Regions from separate parts of the Gossypium hirsutum genome. Here region 2 is linked to region 1. A link is a contact called in public Hi-C data. All regions are on one chromosome and are shown on one strand. Each heading gives the region's core, a stretch centred on a gene start, on an enhancer-like site or on the middle of the called end of the contact. The rest is flanking DNA. Distances are from core to core; before and after follow the strand shown. Region 1 holds the start of LOC107948144 (rho GTPase-activating protein 5). Region 2 holds the start of LOC107923325 (probable L-gulonolactone oxidase 6).

What was found. A called contact is a pair of places that touch in the nucleus more often than the background predicts.
Region 2: a contact with region 1 is called in a Hi-C map of leaf, with 4 times the contacts expected there. The contact joins the promoter of LOC107923325 here to the promoter of LOC107948144 in region 1. A contact is called at or near these places in 6 of 34 Hi-C or Micro-C datasets (callus and leaf).

Annotation. Positions count from the first base shown.
Region 1 is chrA12:82,138,061-82,144,666 of Gossypium_hirsutum_v2.1, reverse strand. LOC107948144 (rho GTPase-activating protein 5) reads right to left here and starts at 4,829. Exons shown (of 5, transcript XM_016882615.2): 1 at 4,205-4,829; 2 at 3,992-4,112; 3 at 3,808-3,927; 4 at 3,476-3,706; 5 at 2,467-3,154. The coding sequence starts at 4,632. The coding sequence ends at 2,660. It also overlaps the pseudogene LOC107948145.
Region 2 is chrA12:82,655,068-82,661,798 of Gossypium_hirsutum_v2.1, reverse strand. It overlaps LOC107923325 (probable L-gulonolactone oxidase 6), which reads left to right and starts at 4,829. Exons shown (of 4, transcript XM_016853532.2): 1 at 4,829-5,711. The coding sequence starts at 5,019.

The DNA.
Region 1 (6,606 bases), core at 3,580-6,079:
TTAGTTTTGACTCCTTTATTATATCTAAATTTAAGATTTAACTGCCACACTTTAATTTTTAATGTAATTTTGTCCTTATAGTTTTATAATGTTATTAATTAGTCTAAATAATTAATATAATTAATTTTTCGATTAAAACATTACGTGGTTATATTTAACTTGATATCCTAAGGGTGTTAGAGATGAATAAATAGCTTTTTATTTCTTTTAGGTTTACCTTGTTTCCTTTATTATTATTATTATTATTATTATTATTATTATTATTATTATTTTAGCTTTTATACTATGCTGAAACTTGAGATTTAATCTATATATCTTATTTTTGACATAAATTGATCCTTTTACTTTTATAATGTTATTAGTTAGTCCAAATATTTAATATTATTAACTATTTCAATTAAAACGCTAATGTCAAATTTTCTTAAGAACACTATTCTAACAAAACAAAATCTACATAAACATTTTCGATGTTATTTTTATTGTTACATGGTTATTAGGTGATTTTTTTTTTGTAATTTTAAAATGTCACACTAGTGAATTTAATAGAAGAATTTTAATAGTGGCAACAATTGAACCTTATTTTTAAATCTAAATAGTAAATGGTCTAAATCTCTAAAAATAAAATTAGAGTATATTTTAACATTTAAATTTATACTTCATAATTTAGCATAAATATTATTATCTACATAACTATACATAAAAGGAAGTTCCAAAATAGCCTCCTCATTTTTATTTTTATTTTTTGCATTTTATAAGAAAATGGTAAATTTTCAATTCTAGTCCTTATGCTACACTCAAATTTTAGATTATATAACAACGGTTAAATTTTAATTTTGATCCCTATGTTACATTCAAATTTAAGATTCAATCTTTATACTTCAAATTTTGACATAATTTGGTACCTTAAATTTTTTTTTTACAATGTCATTGATTAGCTTAATACTTTTTTTTATTAAAATGTTGACGTAACTTTTAAGAGTTATTAACACTATTAAAATTATTTGTTAAATTCAAGTCCATTACAATGTTTTTTTATTGTTACATGGCTACTGAAGTTTTTTTTTTTAATTTCGAAATGTTACATCAATTAAATTTAACAAAATAATTTAATGGTGTTAACTATTAAATTTGAATTTTTAAACTGAAAAAATAAAAAACTAAATTATTAAAAATAAAAATACTGATACTAAATTTCAAATATAAAAAATTACAGAAACTTTGAAGTATGTCTTAATATTCAAATATTTACTAACCAAAAAATTATTAATAAAGGATCAATGCTTGTAACTCTTCAATGACATATCGTAGGAATTAGTGTTCAACAAAAATGTCTCAGGTATTGCCATTAAATTGGCATATATTGCTTGCGTGAAGTCTACGGTAAATCATTAAAATATAGAGACAGTTTTAGCCTACTGGTACGCTGCGTTCTTAGCTGCAAATTTTCAGAATAATTGTCAAACAACAAGCACCTTTTTTTTGCTATAAATATGGAGCTTCACCTCCATGGTTTCAACACACAAACAACTCGGTCGTGTAATAAAGTAACCTAAGAACATGGCATTCAAGCTGAATATATCAGTTTCGTTCATCTGCTGTTGAAGGGTTTGGTGTTAGCAACTGGTTCATATGGTGGCGGGATTTCCATCTACTGGGGCCAAAATGGTAATGAAGGCACCTTAGCGGAGACTTGCGCGACGGGGAATTATGAATATGTGAATATAGCCTTCTTGGCAACATTTGGTAATGGCCAAACTCCGATGATAAACCTTGCCGGTCATTGTGATCCTTATAGCAATGGTTGTACTGGGTTAAGCTCCGACATTAAATCGTGTCAAGCTAAAGGTGTCAAAGTGATTCTTTCGATAGGAGGAGGTGCTGGTAGTTACTCCCTTTCTTCGTCTGATGACGCTAGGCAAGTCGCGATGTATCTTTGGAACAATTTCTTGGGGGGAACGTCGTCGTCTCGACCGCTTGGACCTGCTGTTTTTGACGGGATCGACTTTGATATCGAGGGAGGAACAGGGGAACATTGGGACGATCTCGCGAAATACCTTTCGGGATATAGCAAGAAAGGCAAGAGAGTGTACTTAACCGCAGCTCCTCAATGCCCATTCCCTGATGCTTGGGTTGGAAATGCATTGAAAACGGGTCTTTTTGATTATGTTTGGGTCCAATTCTATAACAACCCTCCTTGCCAATACTCGTCGGCCGATATTGCCAACCTTGAAGATGCATGGAAACAATGGACTTCGGATATCCCGGCAACCAAGATATTCCTTGGCTTACCGGCAGCTCCTGATGCAGCAGGCAGCGGTTTCATCCCCGTAAACGATCTCACATCCAAGGTCCTCCCTGCCATAAAGAATTCCTCCAAGTACGGCGGAGTTATGCTTTGGTCCAAGTATTATGATGATCAAAGTGGATATAGCTCTTCCATCAAGAGCCATGTCTGAGACCTATATATACTCAACTCTTATAAATTACTCGTATTATAAATATATCGTCTACATTTATGAAACTATTTTCAGTTATGCTACCTAAAATTGCAGATTAAGATTCAGTTCATTACTTCTTCAATACTGCACATCATACGCTAGTACAAGGAGTATACCATTATAATGCATATTACACAAACAACAATCACCATTGATGTTTATCATACCCAAGCTTCTCCACCTCTTCCTCTAGTATTTACAATCCCGAGATTCCGTGTCTTCTTCGTCGGCTTACTCAACTGGAATATCGGGTGCCTGCATAATCGCCTTACACCTTTTCTTAAACTTAGCCGGTCACCGTTATCATATCCACTTCTACATTCAGTTTCAACATTTCCCATTTCCCATTCATTTAGTATATTGTTGCCTGAAATGGACTCAACTTCCTCTTCTCTGTTACTATCCTGACTGCTCCATTGTTTCTCTTCGGGGTCACTTTCGAGTCTACTCAATGTGTCAACCCTCAAGAACTTAGCAGTGGCAGGTTCCTTAGATGCACATGTATCGGTTATGCCTGTAGGACAATCTGAGCAAGATGGAAGCAACCTGTCCTTGGTAGCGGACTCATCCCTTTCTCGAATTGTCTTTAAGATCAATGTTTTGAGGAAGTTCATCACTTGCACGGCGTGAATCAATGCTGTCAAGGGATCGGCCATCTGCATTAGGTAGATATATTCCTCCATTCAGTTTTTTTTCCTAAAACTAAGTGTTTCAGAACAGAATAAGGAGAAATCAGTTATGGCGGATTCTCTCCGGTCCTAGCCTTCCACTCTGCCACTCTGCCGAGATGAGAGGCCAACAATACTATACTACCCCAAGGGACAGTAATGTTTACTCCAATGTCCACATGTTTAGGCCGTCCATTACTGTCCGAAACAGGGCAGCTGTGAAACACACAAGGTGAACTCACTTCACCAGGCCACTCGCCCCGGTGCAGTTGAACTAGCAAGACCCCTAAATGCAACAAAGAAAAGTACCTGAGTCATATTCGGTGCGAAAACCATCGCGATGTTGCGTGCATTCATTTTGTTGTATTGTTCATACTCCACAACATCTGCCATCAAATTGATAGCCCAATCAAGTAAAGCAGCTTCTGTTGAAGGAAGCAACTTCACAAGCTCAACGCAATCGTCTTCCGTGTTGCAATGCATCACCTGCTCCGGTGTAAGGCAATCGAGCACTCCACTAGGAAGTTCTCTAAACCATGCCTACGAAACATTAATTCGAAACCAGATATGCCGTGAATCGCAAGGCACAAATTCAATCATCACCAAGGTTTAAAACCAGACATGCTTATATATATCTATACCTTTATCAAACCAGCTAAACAATGGACATCGATTCCGTGCGGTAAGATACCTTTGTTTAACTTGTCTCGAACATACTCTTCTTGACTATTTTCGGCATTAATCCGAAATATTCCTTCTGCCTTCAAATGAAACACAATTAAAACATAATTTAGTCATTAAACCAACATAGGCTAAGACTCTTACCTTAAGACCTCCTTCATCATAAAAACAACTCTGCATCATAAGAAGAATTGTTGGCAAACTATTCCCTTTATCATCATAAGAACACTGCATTGACTTAGGAGAAACCCCAAAAACACTTGCACTGTAAACATGCAATAAACAGAAACAGATCAATTGAGTTCTTAGAATCCATAACCAGAACTTTCATGGATCCAAGGCTTTGAAGAAACAAACCTGGCACTAGGAACCTTTGAGGGAACATCAGGTTGGAGTTCAGTAGGTAAGCCGAGGAAGCCATTAAAGCAGTCGAAAGTAACATGAGAGACATGCTTGACATCAGTTGGTAAGCTAATATCCATGGAAGATATGTCGTTGGTGTCCACACTGCAAGTGACTAATGACTTCCTTAACAACGCTGCTAATATATCCACAAACGGGAATTGGTTGTTGTCTCGTCGTCCTCCATGACTACAACCAAATTTCGATTTCGAGCTTATCAATGGCGTCGTAGCAATAGGGTTCATCCCATCTTCTGCAAAATCTTCTTCTTCTTCATGATCGTCATTCGTCTTGGTTTGGTGAAAGAATGGACTCGGAGCAGCATGGTTTAACTCACTGAGTCCGAGCAGTCCACAAGATTTGGATCGAAACAACCCAGCCATCGTTCTCTCTCATCCAAAATCTTACGTTAAAATATGTATTATATATGAGAAAATGAAAATAACAGCTCTTATTAATTATAAAAATGCATTAAAATTCAACTTAAATTAGAGTGTACATATATATACATATATATTCACTTCTTGTCCCCCACAGTACAGTCACATGGGCACATGGCAAGGTTTCTTTTTTTGTCTCAAATCTGAAGCTTTTATGGGTGCTTTCTACCCTACTAATAAGCTGTCATTGCAGAAAGACAGTTTCAAGAGTACCATTAAAAAAATATATTTGAAAAAAAAATCCTTTTTTGTAATATATACACATAAGGTCCCATTAAACATCTGTTCTTTAGGCTAAATTATGTTATTAGTCTCTGAACTTAACAAAAATTGTGAATTTAGTCCTTTTACTTTTTAAATTTTAAAGTTTCAGTCCTCACCAAAAGAATAACTATTAAATCCATTATGTTATATTCTATTATTTTTAAAATTTGATGTGGCAAATATATTATCATATGTGTAATACCATGTCAACTTGTTATTTCCTCATTATTCACTAAAAATCCAGTTAATGGATTAATGACCATCATTTGTATCAAGATTGAAATTGTAAATTTCGAAAAGTATAGAGACTTAGAATTGTACAATTGGAGAATATAGACTAATCTACAATTGTACGCATAGTGCTAGACTAGTAATTGAATTTAACCAAATAAATTTAATTCTTATTATTTGGGTGATGACTAAAATTTCAAAATTTTAAAAATATAAGGACTAAAATTGACTAATTTAAAAAGTATAAGAACTAAATCTACAATTTTTTATAAAATAAAGTGAGTGATAGCAAAATTTAACCTTTCTTTTATACGACACCTTCAATGTCCCATAGTTACATAAAACCTTTGAATTCAAAGTTAAATCAAATTAGATTTGGGGACCAAATTTGTTCCACTGCTATTTTCTTCATTCCTAAAACTTAAATTCAATACTTTACTTAAAAAGTATCTAGCTTTGATCAAACAAAATAGGTAAAAGTGCAATGGAGGCCCTTATACTATAAGTCAGATTATATTTTTTTCCTTTTACTAAAAAAAGAGCAAATTAGCTCCTATACGTTAAATTAAAAAGCAAACGGATCCTTCTGTTAAAAATTTCATCTATTTATAATTTTAAAATTTGATCCCTATACATTAGAATGAGGTACACTAAGCATGCCACTTGTAATTGTTTGGTTATATTCCGTCAGCCATGTCAATTGTTAACAACAGAAATAGATTGAAATTTCAATAGAATTGACCAAATTACTTTTTAATCTACCGTTTTTTAAATACAGGAACACAAATTGTAATCTAAACAACTAATAGAGGAATTCTATAGCACTTTTACCAATCTTTTAATATAAAAGTGGATGGAAAAGCCTGTTAAATAGTTCTGAACAGATAGACATGGTAAAGAGTTTTGTACTTTTAAGAACCAAGTTTTGTGAAAGCAAGGGAGGTAAAAGGCAGACATGGAAAGGGTAGCTACCGGTTAATTAAATACACCATGACCATGCAGCGGCAAATACGACGAGACACGTGAACAATGAACACCTACCATGCAGATATAGTCCCACCGCCTGATGTTGATCCGACGGTTCCTGGTCCCACATCCCTAATCTTGTCTGAACTGGAAAGTGGAATGCTTTTTACACTTCACATGTCTACTGTTGCATTTGCAGTTTGCAATTTGCATGCACAGGTATAGACACATTTGCTGGGGGTTCTAAATGTTCTGACTTTTGTTTTAAGTCCCCGAAGCTTTGATTTTGGTGATCAAATCAAGAAAAGTTATTGAACTTGTTTATGTTTGCTGAGCGATTCAGTTCTTGGTGTTTGGTCCTGTTTTTCTCGGATGTTGATGTACATCTTGTTGAGTTAAAAACCATATTGAATTATCTCGGAAGTCTAGTTTACTTTATGTCAACCAAAATTTATA
Region 2 (6,731 bases), core at 3,580-6,079, 520 kb before region 1:
CAACAATTTGGATTTTGACAATCGATTCCCGTGGAACTTGAGGTGCTCGATGATGAGCACAAAGTCGACTTACGGTTATTGAATATGGATTGGCCGAGATACTGGTCAGAATATATCAAAATGTGGAAAAATCAGTATAATTATGTACCTACTCGGGAACCGATAATCGTTTCTGAGTTAGCGTGCGTGCTGGAATACATGCCATGGTTTAAGATCTATGGCAAGCTATATTTACTGTTGGAAAAGGAGAGGCGACAGCAAATTCGTATCCAAAGGAAACAACGAGGCCTTTTGAATTCAAGAAAAAAGGATGACGATGGGGCCCATCAATAGCGCCCACACAATTACTGGGCCCATCAACAGCGCCCACACAGTCACCAGACCCAACATTTCAACAGCAACACCCATATCACAGTCTTGTCAGATTATGCTAGGTGCGTATCCTAACCATTATATGTATCCTAACTCTTATATATTTCCTTTTCCCAGTCCTATGACAGGTTGGAATGTATGGTCCGGTTCATCTCTGTTTTCGATTACTCCGAGTCAATCACCAATCAATAGGTCATCGTCACATGAGGGATCGCACGAGGCGCCGTCAAGGAACTATTCTTTTTACCAATCCCCACCGCCTTATGGGATTCAAACACCTTCGCCATAGGTGATACAAACACCTCTGCATTCATTATTCTATCAAGGTGGGTCATCTTCCCAACACTCACAACCAGATCTCCTACCGAAGGAACCACAATCCCCGCTGGAGCAACCACAATCCCCACCGAAGCTGAACCAAGGAGGAATCTAGTACGTAACCGACGACGACCCCCATGTGGCACTGATTCCGACCGGCACCAACATCGATTTTTTTAATATATTTGTACAAAGTTTTTTTATATTGTTTCATTTAATAAAATAAAAGTTGTTTTTAATATTTTAATTGTAATTTACTTTTTATAATTTTAATAAAATAAATGTTCTTTTGAGTAAGGCAATATTTTTTTATATTTTTAATAAAATATAAATAATGCAACATTATTTTATTACAACAACTATCAACTAATCCGATTTGGATATGATCGAGTTGTATGGCCTGGGTTCCTACACCATCCGCACAACTTCTATTGGTTTGTTGCTTCTTGGATATCCATATTATTACGTATTCTATTCGAGGAAGGTCGACCCTTTGGTTTGCGACGCAATTCTCTATCTAGTAATAGCTTAAACGGAGCAAGCGATACAGACGGTCACTTACGTTCATCTGGGACTGGTGGGAATACGTGTCTCCACACGTTGTACATATATTCTATTTTGTACACTTCATCGACATAGCTTATGAGATCCAGATGGAGATTCTGACAAGCTATAATTACATGAGCGCATGGATAACGTAGTTCGTCAAACGTCCCCTGGTCGCAAGTCCTATTTCTCAATTGCACACGATATTGCCCGCTAATAATACCTTGGTTTGGTCTGTCAAACTCCGTTACACGAAACCATAGGTTGTCATGATCATGACATACTGTGTGCATGGTGTTGGCCCGTGCCTTCGCTATGTTAATTTATTGCAATACCTTCGCGCACCATACATGACCTCCCTGCATTTGGCCTTTATAACTCACAACGCGCTTTGAAAATAGTGTCGTTAAATGAAAATATGTCTCTTGCATAACCGATGTTATTGGCAAATGACGCGTTCCTTTTAGAACAGAATTTATACATTTAGCCAGGTTTGAGGTCATATGACCATATCATAGGCCACCGTTGTATGCTTGTGTCCACTGTTCGAAAGGTATGTTACAGAGGTAATCTACGTATTCTTCGTTAACTGAACGTAAAACCGCTAACATCTCATGAAAACGGTCCTTACTTATCACATACCCTGCCAATATAAGTTGATAACAAAAATTACATACCACTCTTCCATTCATAATAAATTGAATATTACAAATGAAATTATATTAATAGAGATTAAATACCCATGTTGACCACTTGCCGTCGTTCAGTTGTAGATCGATATTACCTATAGTAGTTAGACGCAACGTGCATTAGGCAATACCGATGGTGTGTGCAATGCCATTAGCTTCCCTGTCGCTCAATTGCGGCTAGTATTCCAGTGCCCCGATCTGATATAACGCAGATATTAGGTTGGGGCTAGACATGCCTCCTTAACCTAAAAAGAAAGAAATCCCAATCATCAGCTGACTCCCCCGGTGTTATTGCAAATGCGATTGGAAGGATTCTCCTATTGCCATCCTGTACCATAACTAACAATAGCCGATGGGTATATCTACCATACATAAAGGTACCGTCAATTTGCACCAATGGCTTGCAATATAGAAATGCATCCCGGCATTGCTTAAAGTTTTAGAATAGACGCTTGAACACTTGGCATCCACAGAGCAATCGGTCGTTGCAGTACGCAGGTGTCGTTTCAAGGCTGTTATGCAACCTGAGACATATCTCTCCAGCACCTGACACCACTGCCACACTTCATTATATGAAGCATCCCACTTATCATACATTTTTTCCAACGCCTTTCTGCTTAGCTATCCAAACCTTGCGATAAGAGGGCGTGTACCTCAATTGGCTACGAATATTGGCAATTAAGACCGGCACTAAAGTCTTGAGATCCCCCTTCACCGTCGGTAGTATTAAGCTAGCTAACATATCTGAATCCATCTTGGGATGATCTTGTGAAACACCTGTCAACGAAGTACGTTAAATAATGCAACATTATGTAATAATAGTATTATTCAAAAACCCTAAACACCTAGTGATACTGTACTGCCGACACATGTATGTGGACATTAGTACTTTTTTATCTCCCACAAGCTTGTCCTTTTGCTCAACGAGGCCATGATTTTCCATGAACATGTACTGTCTTGCACTGTACACTTGGCCTCAAACTTATCGGATTTGGATTTAACCACATTGTAGTTAACCCCGTCCATGATGCTATGTTGTTTCAATGCACCAAGAAAACTATCCTTATTGGAAAACTCCCTACCAACTTCAAATTCAACCGAATCCAATAACGAACTTGTACTGTCATGCATTCTGTGTGGTAGATCTAGAAATTCCAACGCATTATCTTGAGATAGATCGACATTATGCATTAGGGATGGAGGAGAGTACGCCTTGAATCGCGGATCTTCTTCTTCATCTGAACCCCCTTCAACATCTTCAGGTATGGTTGGAACAGGCTCTGGTTCAGAAAATAATGCAACTTCTGCACTATCGAGGCCGGGCTTTTGAAGTGGATCCACGTGGGAGCTTTTTACGTAATTTTACTGACAGTGCATCCTGCTTGAAGCTTTTTGGACAATATTTGTTCAAAAACGTCTTCTCAAAATTACTTTTTCAGATACTACTGTAGCAAAAAAGCATCCACGTGGGAGTTTTTTTCAGTAATTTTGTTGATAGTGCATCCTGCTTGAAGTGTTTTGGATACTATTTGTTCAGAAACTTCTTCTCAAAATTATTTTTTCAGATACTATTCTAGCAAAAGAGCGTCCATGTGGGAACTTTTTTCAATAATTTTGCTTACAGTGCATCATGCTTGAAGCATTTTGGACACTATTTGTTTAGAAATGTCTTCTCAAAATTATTTTTTCAGATACTACTGTAGCAAAAGAGCGTCAACGTGGGAGTTTTTTTTAGTAATTTTGCTGATAGTGCATCCTAATTTAATTAATTAATCCTAAAAACCCTAAACCCTAATTTAATTAATTTTTTAAATTAATAGTTAATTTAATTAATTAACCCTAAACCCTAATTTAATTAACCCTAAAACCTTAAACACAATAAAACCCTAACTCTTAAAACCCTAACCCTAAAACCCTAAATCAAGCACAAAAAACTCTAACCCTAAAAAAGGGGCAAAACGTGTCCCTGGGGGAGCATTTTGCCGACACGTCCCCTGACTTTGCGCTTACATGAACGCATTTTCGGGGAATTCAGACCTTTCTGATAAATAATAAAAAATTGGCCCATTTCCATAAATAATTTTAGAAATGAGCTTTTTTAGTAAATTACCCTAAAATAGTTGTTAAATTTAGAAATTTTTTAAAGCGGCAGAAATGAATTATAAAAATTTTGAAATATCTTTGTTTTTTTGGGTCAGTACTAAAAAGGGTATTTTCTATATATATATTTTGGGTATTCACCTCTGCTAGTGTCACACGTGTTTAAAATTTGACGGGGTGATTTCAATACATTCTATATAAACTTTACTGATTCAATTTAGAATATTTTAGAGTTTGAGATGTAAGGTGAAATTAACCTTAAAAAATGTATATGACGATCAAAGAAAGAGAGGAAAGGACAGTAGTTTCTCTGTTTTGTGATGCATGTAAACAAGTGAATACAGCAAAGAAATCTCTTCAAATTAACTCCTTTTCCCTATTTGGTTGTTTTCTAAGTACGATGATAGATGGGAAAATGAGATATCATATGAACTGGTCTATTTGGTGTGTTTGATTTCGACTATTCAAATGTGATTTATGTTAATTGATTTTTTACTCCAAAATAATAATAGCCGTCCTACATACTACTTTTAGTTTCATCCCCAGCTATGAGGTTGGAGCATGTGCAGCCAATGGATTTGTTTTACAATCTAAATAATTTCACTTGTGCGTAACTTGACACAAAAGAGGGCAAAAAGTAGAAAATGAAACGCAACAAATTACAGGGACTGCAAATTCCATTGAAACACACACCTTATCATTAACTTAAAAAAAATATCAAGAAATAATAAAATAAATATTAATTTTTGTAGGGTTTATGATTATTTTTTCAAATAAGAACTGTTGCTCCATAAAATGCCATTAAGAAAAAGGCAATTAAGTAACGTTTTCAATAGTCCTTAACTTGGAAGCATTTTTGAAAACATACTTGAGTTTATTGCGAGAAGCCCCTTCTACGCTAAACAAAGTGTGAATTTGCGGGTAAATACGAAATATTTTAGAGTGGAAAAATCAATCGATTATAAAGCCTCTGTCTATTAGTTTCCATCAACCATGCCAGCTATACCAATGTTGTTTTCAAACAAGTTCAATGTGCTTCTCCTATGGAAATGCCTCTGTCTGTTAGTTGTTTTAGTGGGTTGCAATCCCCCAGGGGAGCCCGTCAAATGTTCCACCAAAGATTCCAACTGCACCGTCACAAACTCTTACGGCATGTTCCCCGACCGAGCCATTTGCAGAGCGGGGAACGTGGCTTACCCAACGTCAGAACAAGAGCTGGTTTCGATCGTATCGGCGGCAACTAAATCCAAAAGGAAAATGAAAGTGGTGACACATTTCTCTCACAGCATTCCCAAGTTGGTCTGTCCCGACGGCCAAGATGGGTTGCTTGTTAGCACCAAGAACCTTAACCGTGTATTGAAAACCAACACGGAGGCAATGACGATGACTGTGGAGAGCGGTGTGACGTTGAGGCAACTGATTACTGAAGCAGCTAAGGCTGGTTTCGCATTGCCTTACGCACCGTATTGGTGGGGATTGACCATTGGTGGCCTTTTAGGTACAGGCGCTCATGGGAGCTCCTTGTGGGGGAAAGGGAGTTCAGTTCATGATTATGTTGTGGAGATGAGAATTGTAAGCCCTGCAAAAGCTGAAGATGGATATGCTAAGGTGTGGGTGTTGAATGAGAGAGACAAAGATCTCGATGCAGCTAAGGTTTCGCTTGGAGTTCTTGGGGTAATCTCACAGGTAACTCTCACTGTCTTTCAGCTCCTCTTTCTCCATTTTTTTATGGATCCTTAAGTGTTTATGGCCATTATTCTCCTTGGGATGACATGAATTGATAGTTTGATCATATGATTAAACTATATTCTACGGATGAGAGCTGGAAATTCAGGATCCAAGAAACCATCCACCATAGCTGTCACTTATAGTTCTTGGCCAAAATGGTAGTGGGCAAATCTATGAGGGTGGGGTTGCCGGGCGAGACGGTCCCCCTTACTTTTCTATAAGGAATAATTTTACTATTATCTTATGAGTAAACTGATTACATTATATTCTTACTTTACATTGTATTCTTAAGATATATAATTAATAATTATTAAACAAAAATAATTATTTAAAAATTAAGAACAACTTGAATAATTGTAAAAGGGGATTGATTTTTTTGAGAGAAGTTTTCAAATGTCATCTTTGAAGACACCATGCCTGCTTCTATTGAGAATTGTGTACGGCTCACTGAGGTGGACTTACGGTCACCCACAAAGAAGCGACGTGTGCGTCTTGCCCTTAGTGGGATTCGATCCCCTATCCCAATCACAGCTCTTTGCGTGTAGGGGGTGGAAAAAGAGGCCAGACCCTCTCCAAGAGATAATATATTTCATATTAAGGGAGCAGGTCAATGTTCCCGAAGATGACTCTTTAAAAATTTCTCCCAAAAAAATTACCCTAATAATAATATAAAATAATTTTAGGTGAATACAATTTGGGTCCCAAATCATTGAATGATTACCTACATATATGAGATTTTTTTTTATATTCATTCAATGATACTCTCCTAACTTTTCTTTTTCAAATTTAATGGTTCATTTCTTTCTTTCTTTTTTCCCTTTTATTTTTCTTAACGAATAAGCTATTAAAAAAATAAAATCAAGTATTTTTATGGAAATATTAATGAACTGAAATAAATATGTTAATAATATATAAACAAAAAAAAAACCCTACTAGCATAGAAAGGCGTTGGGAACAAATTAAAACAATAAAAGCTAA